2 separate regions of the Strix aluco genome follow, and region 1 is linked to region 2. A link is a contact called in public Hi-C data. All regions are on one chromosome and are shown on one strand. Each heading gives the region's core, a stretch centred on a gene start, on an enhancer-like site or on the middle of the called end of the contact. The rest is flanking DNA. Distances are from core to core; before and after follow the strand shown.

Evidence for each region. A called contact is a pair of places that touch in the nucleus more often than the background predicts.
Region 1: a contact with region 2 is called in a Hi-C map of heart, with 17 times the contacts expected there. The contact joins the promoter of ZNF598 here to the promoter of TRAF7 in region 2. A contact is called at or near these places in 2 of 2 Hi-C or Micro-C datasets (brain and heart).

What each region holds. Positions count from the first base shown.
Region 1 is chr15:6,163,738-6,170,563 of bStrAlu1.hap1, reverse strand. It overlaps ZNF598 (zinc finger protein 598, E3 ubiquitin ligase), which reads right to left and starts at 1,460. Exons shown (of 12, transcript XM_074841323.1): 1 at 1,232-1,460. The coding sequence starts at 1,417.
Region 2 is chr15:5,912,320-5,918,385 of bStrAlu1.hap1, reverse strand. TRAF7 (TNF receptor associated factor 7) reads left to right here and starts at 3,412. Exons shown (of 20, transcript XM_074841466.1): 1 at 3,412-3,544. LOC141930298 (a long non-coding RNA gene) reads right to left here and starts at 3,252. Exons shown (of 2, transcript XR_012625254.1): 1 at 3,027-3,252; 2 at 2,190-2,826. LOC141930558 (small nucleolar RNA SNORD60) reads right to left here and starts at 2,984; the gene lies at 2,895-2,984. It overlaps RAB26 (RAB26, member RAS oncogene family), which reads left to right. Exons shown (of 9, transcript XM_074841154.1): 9 at 1-1,885.

The DNA.
Region 1 (6,826 bases), core at 211-2,710, 250 kb before region 2:
ACCCTAAGACAAGCAGGTTTAAGGATGAAGAGCAACATCACACCTTGCTTCCTCCTAAGACGGCAGAAGTGGAGCAGCAGCTCCGCAGAGGATGATCAGAGATAAAATTACCTTCACTGAGTTTCTTTCTGTACACAGAGGCTACTCATGTGCCAGTAAGCTCTGTCTAAAAACCACATCAACCCTTCTGGCCTCCACAAAGTCTGAGGATCTTCAGTACACAGCCTAAAAATCTTCCATCCCTCCAACCATTTGAACAATATGAAAAGCAGCCAACACCAACAGTTTAGTTGGAGGGCTCTTCTTTTGCCAAGGGGAGAGCCCCCTCCCTCTATATTTATTTCATTTCCTAAACCATCTCAGTATATTTCATTCAGTGCTAGTACCAATTCTTTTCTTCTCAAAGGGTTTGGTTTTCTCTGCAGCAGTTCTGCAAAAACAAATTCACATATGAAGATTTGTTTTTACAAACATCCTTGAACAACTTTCCTTCACGTGGCTCACTGCTGCACCACATCCTCGGCTCCCTCTGTGCAGCCGAGCCACAGCATCAGGGTGACTTGCTCTGAACTCCACACAGGGCCCTGCACTATCACACCAGCAGGCTGGGAGGAAAACAGAAGTCCATCAGAAAAATTATAATTGAAGGGAAATTACTTTTTAAGCATAAACTCAAGAGACGGCTCACGCTAACAGGAACTGGAGGCAAATGCAGCATGGTGTGCTGTAATGCAAGGCATGAGCAAGCCCTGGAAGAATACAAAATATGTTCTCCCCCAAGCTTAAAATCAAGTCAGGAATTCGGCAGGATGATATGAGTCATCTGAGATCACGTAATACCAACTCTGGAGAGCAAGCCCTGCTGATTTTTAAAAATAATAAAAATATTCCCTTTAAATTCCATTTTCTTCATGTTCTGTTTCCAACATGCCTCCCGTCGCCTCTGAACGGCGGCCGCACTGCCGGGAGCGAAGCAAACGGCAGATAAACGCGCCGAGCTCCGGGCTGAGGGATGTTCCTCCCCCCCGGCTCCACTCAGCAGATTTCACGAGTCGCTCCGCGGCCCGACTCCGGCCCCAGCCCAGCCCGAGGCCTCCGCCCGCCCCACGGCCCCGCTCCCCCCGGCAACCGGCCCGAGCCCAGCCCCGCGGGGCGCCGACAGAACCCGGCACCGGGCGAGGGGGGCGCGGCCCAGCCCCGCCGGGTGCGCGGGCCCCGGCCCCGGCCTCACCTGGCCCAGCTCCTCCCGGCACACCGCGCAGTACCGCACGCCGCACAGCGCCCGCATCCGCACCGAGCACCGGTAGCAGATGGGGTGGTCGCAGCGGCCCAGCGCCACCACCTCCAGCTCCCCGCAGCACAACACGCACGACCCATCCGCGGGGCCCGCCGCCGCGCCGGAGGCCGAGGCGGCCATGGCGGCGCCGACCCGCCGCGGCCTAGGCCCCGCACCGCCTAGCAACCGCCCGCACCATCGAGAGGCGGCCTAGAGCGCCGCCCGGCCCAACGCGCGACTCTCTGCCCAGCTTCCGACCATAGAGACCCGCCCTCGCGGATCCCCGGCGCAGCGCCGGCCTGGCTGACCATCGAGTCTCCGCCTAGAGCGGCGGCTCCCTTCCCGCATTACCCCTTCCGGCCGCCACAGCGCCACCCTCCTGACGGCACCCCGCGTCCTCCCCTGCCCCACCATAGAGTCGCAGTCCAGAGCGTCCCCTCGCCGCGCTAGCCTCGCTCTTACAGGCCTATGACCATAGAGAAGCGCTGCCCGGAGCGCCTCGGCGGCAGAGCCCCTCTAGCCGCCTCTCTCTGGTCTCCCGTGAGGTGGAGGTGGCCCGCGGGAGCCATTTGGCAACCTCTTGCCTGGTGGCAGCTGAACAGGCCGAGCAGTGCTGGGCGGCCGCGGCCTGTGCTGTGTCGCCTCAGGGCCTGCCCCTGTGGGGAGACAGGGGACCCCCAGGCCTATTCCTGGCACCTCTGGGTGCTGCCCTGCGCCTTCCGTGGGGGCCTGTGGGGCAGCACGGCACCGACTCTCCCCTGTGATACAGAGAAATGATTACTTGTTTTAAGACTTATTTACTTATAGAAAACTGCTTAGCAACTTATTTACTTACTTCTAGCAAGTTATAGTATTACTTATAGTATTTTTTAATATTGCTAAGAATCCTGTTTGCCCAGACTGTTCTGTGGAATTTTACCAAGGACTGCTGTGTCCATCAAAACAAAGCAGTTTAATGTGAAAATCTACCAAGAACTGCAGTGTTCTGCAAAATATCATGGTTTTGTCCTTGAGGAACAGGTGTGCTCTAACTAGTTGGGTCTCGGTAACGAGTAAAGATAGCCATGTACGGGTTGTAGAAGTTTCATTGGTTCCCTTAAATAAGATAGGATGAGTAAACTGGCTGAAAAACATTTTTGTTGTTCAAGAAATTAGCTAAGAGAATCTGCGCATGCTCCGGGGAAAAAACAAGGTGAGAAAGACTACGAGCCTTCCTCCCAAAGATCCCTGAAGACGCCCCCCAGGAGGCAATGCGCAGGTGCAAAGATAACACAAACTGTTGACATCAGCCTTTCTAACTAACCCAGCCTCACTCATGCATATGCATGTTTGTGTTATGTAATCCAGTGAATATGTATATCCAGACTCTATAAGTTTTTGGTAAAATGTGCGGTGGGTGTGCAAGCTTTGTGGACAAATCCCCTTGCAGGGGGTAAAACATACCTGCTTTATAACTCTATTCGAGTTGTAGAGTTTGGTTTCCACGAATCACCTGGATAAGGTGTTTTGGCCGCAGCGTGTGTGGTGGGGTTGGGGTCCCGCTGATGTGGCAGCCTGGTGACCTGCCGGCAGTGGGATGGTGCTTTACATGGGATTTTGTCCGGGCAAACAGCCCCACAGTGGACCTGCAGCTCTGCCTCTTGATCTGATTTTGTAACCCAGGCGGCGGGTAGCCTGTGTAAACTAGGTGTGATTGGAAAAAAAACTTGTTAAAAAGTGTAGCTGAAACACTGTGGAAAATAGGATATCGCATCCATTAGAGCAGTACTGCAAATGGGCTCTGTTAGGGTCAGTACATTCAGAGCACAGTCTGTTAGAGACATTTTTGTGTATGTGCTCCAGGTGGTGATTCATGCATTCAGCATCTGAGCATGTGACGGCTGACCGGGGTTTCAGAGTGAGTTAAGGTGAGCTAGAGTTAATCATTGATGTGCCTGGTTGGTTGCTAAAGAAATGTATGTTCCCGCACTTGCTTTGCGGGCCGATTTTGTATTTTAAAGGTCTGTGTGTTGCTGGGGCTTAGAGATGAGAATTGCAGCTCCTTAAACAGAAGAGGGTGCTCCAGGAGCATGGAGAACAGCGTTACCACGGGCTCAGCAGCCATGTTCCTCTGGAAGTACAGTGAAAAAGCATAAAAGCTTGTTTGCGGACAGCACAGAGGAAGAGACAGAAACAGTTTTTCAAACTTAAGGATCTCCCACCTTTTTTTCTCCCAGATTCCCACTAAAAGATTAATGTGAGGTCACCTTCCTTCCCATGTGTGAAAAATCAGAGCAGATCTCTGTCAAACACTGATGTTCTGCTTCTAGATCTACCCAAAAAAATCTCAAGAAACCCCAAGCTCTTGGCATGAGGCGCTTGTTCTGCCACATCATTATATGTGTCACCAGATGAGCAGCACGTCACTCCGCTTAGTAAACATTCCTGGAGTCCTGTCCCCTGAGTCAAGGGCTGCCATCTGTCCCAGAAATGACAAAACAGCCCAATTTTTCATGGGTGTCTCCTGTGACCTGTAGAGCCGGTATTAGAGGATGGTCGAAGAATGATTCCAGGACACACCATGCCTCAGTGAAGCAGGTCAACGCTCAGGTTGCTCATTGGCACGGTATGGTAACTCTTAAAGAGGAAACATCTCAAAATAAACTAATTTTTCTAGGAAGGAAAATGGAGACAAACCACATTAAATTACACATTAAAATGTACAGTAAATTCCTAGGATCTGCTTGTGCACATCATGGCTGGCTGGAAGATTGGACAAGCAGCATCCTTATCATTTGGATCTGCTTTCATTTCACTGAATTCCTTGTCATTTGAGTTAAAAGATGCACTTTATTTTCTTTGAGTCATAAATGATCATTTCAGGACAAAGGAGCTTATAAAACATGGTGAGTTCATTAAAATGTATCATGATGTTATCTAGTCCAACACCAGCATCATTTAACAACATCAGTGCTGTTAAGTAAATTAAGTAATAGGTTTGATTAGTATTTTGGAAAACAGATAGATGAAGTATTTCAGTGTTTTGGATCATTGGCTACAACAGGTAATACTTACTTTCTCCTAAAGAGACCCATTTATCATACTTCAAAGTAGAGTAGATAATACATGTCTTTCTGGTAATCAACATTAAAGTGTGTTTGGGTGGGGCTGTTTTAAATAATTAGGAATGACTGAGGATGTTGGCTGTAATTACTTCAGGAAATGTTTCCCCCCCACCCCCCCCCCCCCCCGAATTAATGATACTGTTGAAAATGTTTTTGTGTCAAAACTGCATCACACAATTTTGGAGAGCAATTAGCATGAAATGAGATGGAGGCTGCTGACAGTAATGTGCTGTCTTAAGTGTCACTCGTCTGTGAAATTACGCAAGTACCCCAGCGCTATGGCCAAGCATAGGATAATAAATATACCTGCATAATTAGGCTTAAAAGTGACATTACTCATCACAAGGAACATGGTGACAAAGCGACTGGGCAGAGCTGGAGTTTGTACTTGTCGGATTTCAGTTGTGTGGGTAGGAGCAGGTTGGTGACACCGGTTCCTACAGGGCCGGGAGCGCCCAGGACCTGATCCTGCAACGCCTGTTCCGACCAGTGTGTTTTCCCCACCGGTAACGTTGTGATGTTCCTGGTGAAAGGAAGCGCTGACTCTTTTCCAGGGTGCTGCAGGCAGGCAGCATTGCTGGCAGCTCATCAGCTGAGGCATTTTCTGCTTTTCAGATGATATTTACTACAATCGGTGTCTGAAGGGGGAAACCGCTGAAGGTTTTGTGTCCCTTCACGGTGCAGCTGAGCTTCCATCAGCAGTGAAAGCTCGTACCAGTCAGATTTCTCACTCTCACTGAGTCCTCAACCATAAACTAGATCCGGGAAGTTTCTTTGGAACAAAACCCATGTAAGGTATCAATCCTAGTGCAGGCCAGGAGCCCAGATCCAGCCCTGTCCTCTACATGCAGCCATCCAGCGACCCAAACCAACCCAGAGCCCCGCTTCTGGCACGCTGCCGGGGCGGCCCTCGGCAAAGCTGGGGTTTCCTTAACTCCTGCCTCTTGGTCTCGCTCCACAGCACGCCAGATAACAGGTCTGAACAGCCCTTCTGTGTCACATCCTGCAAACTGCAGCTCTGTTCGGAACACGGCTTTGCCAGAGGTGTGCCAGGTCTTTACACAGGTGTAAAATGCCACACACACACCCCCCCCGTGCCATTTCAATATCATCGCACAAGCTACTCCTGCTTTCTTGATGTCCTCACCTTCAGCGAGCAGAAGAAAGAATTGCTAAAAAGCCAATATTCAGACTATTCACCAAAGTCTGTTTCCAACTCATCGTTGTTCTGAAAAATCATCCTGCCGCTGTATGTGAGTCATGGGTTTAGATTCATTTACTTCATGGTGCAAGGAGGTTTTATAATTCTCTTTCAATGGATTGAATCATTCTTTGCTGATGACTTAAGGATGCTGTTTTATTTCTCTAGTGATTGCAAATGGAAGCTGGATCTTAGCACTAACTGTGACCCCAAAACATAAAGAAATATAATCATATATAATTAACTAGGCTCCAGCGTGTGTTGTAAATATCTTGGTTGGTGCTTAGTTCTATGTGTTGTCAGACAGGAAGTGTTTTCGTCCCAAGATAAAGGGTTAATATTGGTGCTAGGGATAGTTAATTTCCGTGTTTACTTGCTAGATATCACATAATAACATCAGAAGAAAAAGGCGCTTTTCAAGTCATTTAATCAGCAATAAATATACTTTGGAATAATTGATAACTCTGCAGATGAGCACAACAAATCCATTTTACTCAGAAGAGCAACAGATCAAATATTTATAGCTCAGCACTAAAATATTGTCAAAGTGTAGATCCAAAGGTTATGCCTTAGATTAATTTCATATTCACAGCTTGATGTGGATGCGGTTCATTTGCAGTCAAGATACTTAGTGCATAACAGTGAAATTTGCTTTCATTTGACAAAGTTTCTGTTAAAAGTCATAATTTTCTCATGGCTTCTTTTTTTTAAAATAAGGCTCAGACAGCCTCTTATTAGCAGTGGCCTCACACAAGTACCTCGTCTGAGGGCAGGTTTAAACCTATAACCCTGACCATCCGCACTCATTAGAGACCGAAGTTTGTGGTTCAGTTTAAGGCTGAAAATAACATTTTAGGTTGCTCTAAGATCAGCGTTGTTTGTCCCAGACACATCACGCTGCCTCCTCTGAGACCACCCGTGCAATCAAACAGCTTGTGCCATGTCGGGCTGTGTGAGGGTCAGCAGGGTCGGGGGTTTTCACCCTACAAGGTTTTGGATCAAATATACCAACAGCCTTGCCTGTGGGACTGATAAGAAGTTGGTCTGTTATTTTCCTGCATCTAAGAAATATCCCAGTCTGCGATTACTAATCACATTAATAGTTCACCTTTTTTTTAAACAAACGCATGTTTTTATATTTAAAAGTTCAATTAGAGAGGCATACCACAGGCCTCTGAGTTGTTGACAGGCACAATGCACTCTGCACGACGCGCAACTTCAGATCGGATGAGGGACTTTTCCTCC
Region 2 (6,066 bases), core at 2,163-4,662:
ACACACCTCCCCGATGAGGGTTTCTCCTCTTCCCCTCAGAAGACAAGAGCTTAGCTGTCGGTCTGAGTAAGCTCCTGCTAACCTTCTGTTGTACAAAGATTTCCTGAATGTTCATCTGTTCGGTAAAGGCTTTGGTTCTCTTACTTCTGCCGTTTCTGGTACTTTAATTCAGAAAAAAATCTGATGTATTGCAGCTTATTCTAAATACCTTCATGTAAGTGTGATGATAGCGTTTTTAGACTGCAACAGTGCTTTGATATCTTCAAAGTTCTCTTGGGACAGCTCTTTCTTTTAACTGAAGAAAGCTGGGGGGAATGCTGTAGGCATTGATTTTACAGGTTTCAGACTCTCCTGCCAGCTCTGTTCAATGGACTCCTCACCCCTTTGGTCTGTGTCAGGCATTTGGCTTTGTTTTTTTTTTTTTTTTTTTAAAACAAGCTGCACTTCTAAGTACAAATTTGATTCTGGATCAAGTGTTTGGCCTTTGGCAGTTTTCTAATTTGAAAATTCCAGGTGCCCGCTACACTGAACTTCCCCGCACTGCCCTAAATTGACCGTTTAAAATAACTCATCCTTCGCTCCCCAGCTCTCTCAGCAGTTAGTTCAGATGCCCCTACCCCATGTTTTGCTGGGGGTGTTAGCTCCAGCCCTTCACAAAGACCCCCCTGCAGCTACCGCTGGGATTCAGGCAGGCAGGGACTCCTCAGAGCTACAGGAAAATGAGCAGCTCACCTGTTATTGCACCACAACAGTATGAACAAGGATCCTAAAATCCAAGACTTTCTCTGAAATAACTGCAACAACTCTCTTTACCTTCACCCGCTCTAAGAGGTGGCAACGCCTGCTACAAGCACACTTTTAAATCTGTTTGCAAGTAGCAGCAGCACACAGGGAAGGCTCTGAAAGTTGCTTGGGCACTGTCAAGAAGCACAGAGGAATCTGTAAAACTCACTGTTTCCCGCTGCTTTGGTGAGCTTCACTGTGCTCCCACGACTGCTGCCTGACCTTGTCTCCTACACGAAGCTGCTTATCTTAGAGCCACCTCCCTTCTCCTTCTGGGCTGCGTAGCACACGCTTGCTGGCTGAGGTGAAGAAAAAAAGAAAAGTGGGATTTTGTGCAGTCCCTAAGTGTGCTAAGTACCTAAGTACCAGTATTTTGGTATCGCAGGTGTGCAGGGGAGGGCCAGCCCAGCAGAGCCACGGGACAGCAGTCAGGCAGCTCCAGGACCTGCCCTGGGCCCAGGTCTGACTTTGGATCTATTTTCTCTAAGCCTGACCTTAGCGGTGCAGCAGCAGCCCCTGTCCCGAGGCACCAGTCACTGCACGGACACGCTGCCCCAGAAGCTACAGGGAGTCGCAAAAATAAGCAGCAATATTCTTAACACTCCCATCAGGTTGCTGCCTTCCCTCTCCCTGGCAGGGCGGGACACCCTTGCATCTCGCTGTCTTGAAGAAACAGCTGCCAACTCTTCTTCAGTGTGGGACCAAAACCAATTTAAAAACTAATTTAAATAAGGAAGATGTAAATGCTACCCTTTGGAGTACTTTCGATATGCCTGTTGGGAGCCAACTCTACTACAGCAGAGACATCACAACTGCATTTCTGGTATTAAACCTGAACTTTAAGCCAGACTCAGCCCCCAGTCTCAAGTTCCCTCTAGACTGGTCTCCCAAAGCCCGCGCTCTGACCTCGCCCTAAAGCTCCTCCTCAGACTGTTATTTGGCATCTTCTTACATGGGCCTTTACTGCCACCAAGCGATAAAGAATTAATTGTTCAGCGCATTCAAACAAGCCAGAGGACTCGGCATTACATGCAACTTCTCATTTTTGCTGGCTCTTGTTTACAGCTTTTCATTCCTGTTAATAAAAATTTTTTAATAATCTTTGTGGCTACAATGGCTTTTTTGATCATCTAACATACACACGTGCACTGTTTAATTATTCATAGTTCAGCCCATTCTTGAACCCATCTAGACCCTTCCATTAGCAGCTCTGGGTGCTCCAGTGCCCCCAGAAAAAAATTAAAAGGGAGCTGGGCTAAGCCAAGCCGCAGCACGTTTTAAGATGCTCTGGTTCCCTTAAAGTGAATAGTAATAGTATAAATGGTCTGCTGGGTGCCCAAATGCAAAGTTTGAAGTTGGTCTGTGGCTTTACCCGTGGGATTGGTGAAAAACAGAAGCAAAAAGTCTTTTGAAAACTTTTATTAGATCTGTAAGGCATAAAATTGACCTAATACAGAAGCCAAATGGAGATCCACTGTGTTTACCTTAAGCTACCCCATGTGGTAGAGTAAAAGTCGATGACTTTTGATTTCTTCACCTTTGGGCAGTTCTGCTGCTTGTGTTTTAAAAACTTACTCCCAGGTTGTACAACGTCAGAAACAGCAGCTCCCCCGTTTGATACAGCAACCCTAAGAGCGCCTTTTTTTAGTCATACTCGGAGCTGCACCGCTTGCTCGGCTCCGGAGCCTGCAGCCTACGCTACCCCTTGAACAGCAGCTGTTTCAGCCACAGTTTCAGCCACCCGCGACCCACTCGTGCTTCCCCTGCGGCTGCAGATCCCAGCAGTACCTTACAGGAACACAGGGTACGCTAGAAACAAGCGATGCCGCATTTTACCTCCCCGAAGCCCCCGGAGTTGCCCGCCCCGCCTGCAGGCAGAGCTGGCGGGCGGCTCCGGGCATGGGGGGTGCCGGTCCCCGGGCCGCCCCAAGCAGGCCCTGGGAAAGCCTCCCACACCGCCGTTCATCTCCCCCCCCGCCTCACCACCCCCTCAAGGCCGCCACCATCTTGTTCTCGCCGGTGCGATCCGGTTCCCGCCGAGCCCTGAGGAGAGAAGGCAGCGCGGTGAGAGCGGGCCGCACCGCCGCGCCCGGCCCCGCCGCGGCTCCCTCGGGCCTCAGCCGGGGATCGTCAGCAGGGGCCGCGGCCACCCACCGCCCTCAGACGAGGTGTCAGAAAGGTAGATAAGATCATCACCGGCCCGCCCCCCGTTACCGGCCCCGCCGCCACCCGCTCCCCCTCACCTCTGGGCGGGAAAGGACAGGCGCCTCCCCCGCTGCAGCCTTTATAACTTCCCCCAGGTCGCTATTGGTCAGGCTGCGTGAGGAGATGGCCAGTCGCGAGCCGTTGGCGTGATCGCTCTCCCGCCTCCCCTTGCGCTCATTGGTCACCTCCCTTCCTCGCTCCAATGGCGCGGCGCGGCGCAGCGTGGCCCGAGGCGGTGGTCTGCCGCCGTCTGATTGGTTCCTGGAGGAGGCCGCGCCGAGCCAGTAGCAACAGTGGTTGTAACATAGAGTGACTGGGAAAGAGCCAATCAGCGCTCAGCCGCGGGGGATGCTGGGAGTTGTAGTCCTAACGTCACGGAGACCCGGGCGAGGAGCGGGCGGAAGGCGACACGCCGGACTACAAGTCCCGGGGAACGCCGGGTGCGGGGCTTCTGGCCCGGGCGGCAGCGGGGCCGCTAGACCAGGGGGGAGCAGGCCCGGGGTCGCGATGTGCCGGGGCCGGGCACCGGCGCTCCGGCCGCCGCCGCTGCTGCCAGGTACGAGCGGGGCTGGGCCGGGTTGAGGGGAGCCCCGCGGATGAGGGGAGCCGGCCGGGCCCGGCGCTGAGGGGGCTCTGTGAGGGGAAGGGCCGCGCTGGGCGGGAGGGTGAGGGCTGGGGGCGCCGGACAGCCCGCGGAGGGGCTGCGCGGTGGCCCGGGTGAGGGGGTCCCGTTCTAGGGAGGTGGCTGCGGCAGCTGCAGGGCTGCTCGGAGCAGCTCCGGGGGCTGCCGCCCGCCTGGCAGCGCTGCGGTGGCTTCTGCCGCCTCGTTCCCCTCCCTTGGGCGGTTTGTGTGGTGGTTTTTAAACTCTGTGCAGGGCCCGGCGTGATTTTTCAGGTGTGCAGAGGAGCTCGCGTATCCCCGCCGGTGTTGTGCGGTCTTCGGTGAATCCTGTCCCAGTCCTGCTTTCTTTGCCCCAGCTGCTTTCCTTTTGCTGTTTCTAGCGGGGCGTGCTTAATTTTGTCTTTTTCTGCTCCATTACTTGTCTGACTTAGGGCACGTGTTGCTCATGGTTCTCTCTTGATCTCCCAGTAACCTCATTTCCCTGTGCTTTGGTTTCACAACTTACGCAATTTAGGATATTTGGTGGTAGATCTCCGTAACTGCCCCAAGACAATTGCACATCTCAGCAGGCAATGCGTGACCGTCTTCTCATTTCAAACATGCTGTTTAGTTCTGCCTTATTCTACTGCCAGCTCGCAGCTGCTGTTCTCTGACAGACTTGCTGTCAAACACTTTTCTCCTGTTTGATCCGCGACTGTGACCCGATGATCCTGTTGTGTTGCGTGAAAGCCAGAAGCGAGGGCGTTCTTTCAGTTCAGCTTGCTTTTGAGCTCTGTTGGTATGAAAGACAACGGCTCAGATGGGCTCTGCTGGGGGCCGATGAGTGTGAGAAGAAAGCTGGTACATAAGTTAGCTGGGTTTGATATGTACATAGCAAGTCAGGTCCAGGCTATTGTACCCCCCGGGGGTAGCTGTATTGTGGAGAACTCTGGTCTAACACTTATTTTTCAACTTTGACAATGTTGCCAAATGCCTTATTTCAATCTCAGCACTTTAATTTTGTGCATTTTCACCCCAGCGATGTATTCTTTTCAGTTTGTCCGAAGCACTTAGTGCTCCTCTTCAGCAGCTGTTGCATTTTGGCTTCGAGTGTTTGTCAGTGACTCTTGCTTATGGCCACAACGACGTTGTTGGGTTTTCAGGGAGCGAGCTGCGTGAGTGAAGGACGATTCCAGAAAGCCCTTGCTGAGGGAAAATGGCATGAGAAAGTCAACCACTTCCATGACAGCCTTTACGTGGCTCCCTGGGAGCTGTGCGAGGAGGGGAGGTGGTTCACAGAAAGATAACCCAGTGCACCACCAAAAACTGGGGCTTCATGGTGTGAAGTGCTGTACAGACATTTACTGGCCATGAGACCTGGCTGTCACCGTCGACAAGGGGCAAGGGAACAGCCGGTGCTGTCCTCATTGCACGCCTGGGGCATGGGAGGTGAAAGAGTTTCTGGATTTCCTAAGCATCATGTGGGACACTGTAGGAGCAGGGAACTGTCTGTGGTCTGCCAGGTCCCCCTCCAAGTCGTGGGGTCCCCCACCCTGGGCACTGAGGAGGGACAGGGTAAATCCAGCCAGAAAGCTCCAGCTTTGTGGTTCAGTTTTCTGCAGTGTGCAGCAGCAGGTCACTTGCAGGTGAAACTGCCCTGCAGAAAGGGACGTTTCACCATGAAGGAGGTTAAATTTTACCAAGCAGCAGTGAGAAGCCTAAGCTGAATCAGAGTGACCAGAACATTCAGTCAGGGAATGCAGGTACCTTCACTGATAACACCCAAACATGAATTTTCATGATGTTGCTTGAACCCAAGGGAAAACAAACAAACAAACAAATCCATAGTTTTCAGGCAGTTTCATTCCCTGCCCTGAGGGATTGCATGGTGATACCAGCCACTTGGCAGCATGAGAGTGGTGGGGCTGGGCCCACAATTGCCCGTTCCTGTGGCAGCACAGCCTTAGGTGACCTTAAGCCACTCGTGAAGCACCACAGGTAAGTTTATGGCCTGTGGTTGAAACCCTCCTGCAGTCAACCATTCCCTTCTTGGGGCTCCACAAACACAACCCAGTGCTGGAGCTGCAGGGAGGCCTGCAGGCTCTAGGAAGTTGCCGAGCACCGTGTGACGGTGCTGGTGCTCGCTCTACCCTGTTGAGAGCTGTACGTCAGCCAGAGTTGGTCCTGAGCAGTGCTGAGTGTTTTGCAGCTTCACCTGGCGTTCAGCAGTTAGTCACCTCACGGGCTGAGCATTTGCCTGTCCCACGGGACCTCCCAAGCCCCCGCTAGCCATGACTGTTGTGCTTTTGGAAGCATGATCATACCTGCTTCTCAGGTTGTCTCAGCCAAGCCCAGCTGTGCCAGGAGAAAGGCATTTGAGAGAAAATCCATTCTGGTTTCACTAAATACTCAGATTACATGAACAAGTTCAGTCTGTCAGAATTTTTCCGCTCGCCTTCCCTTCCCTGGCTGTACTC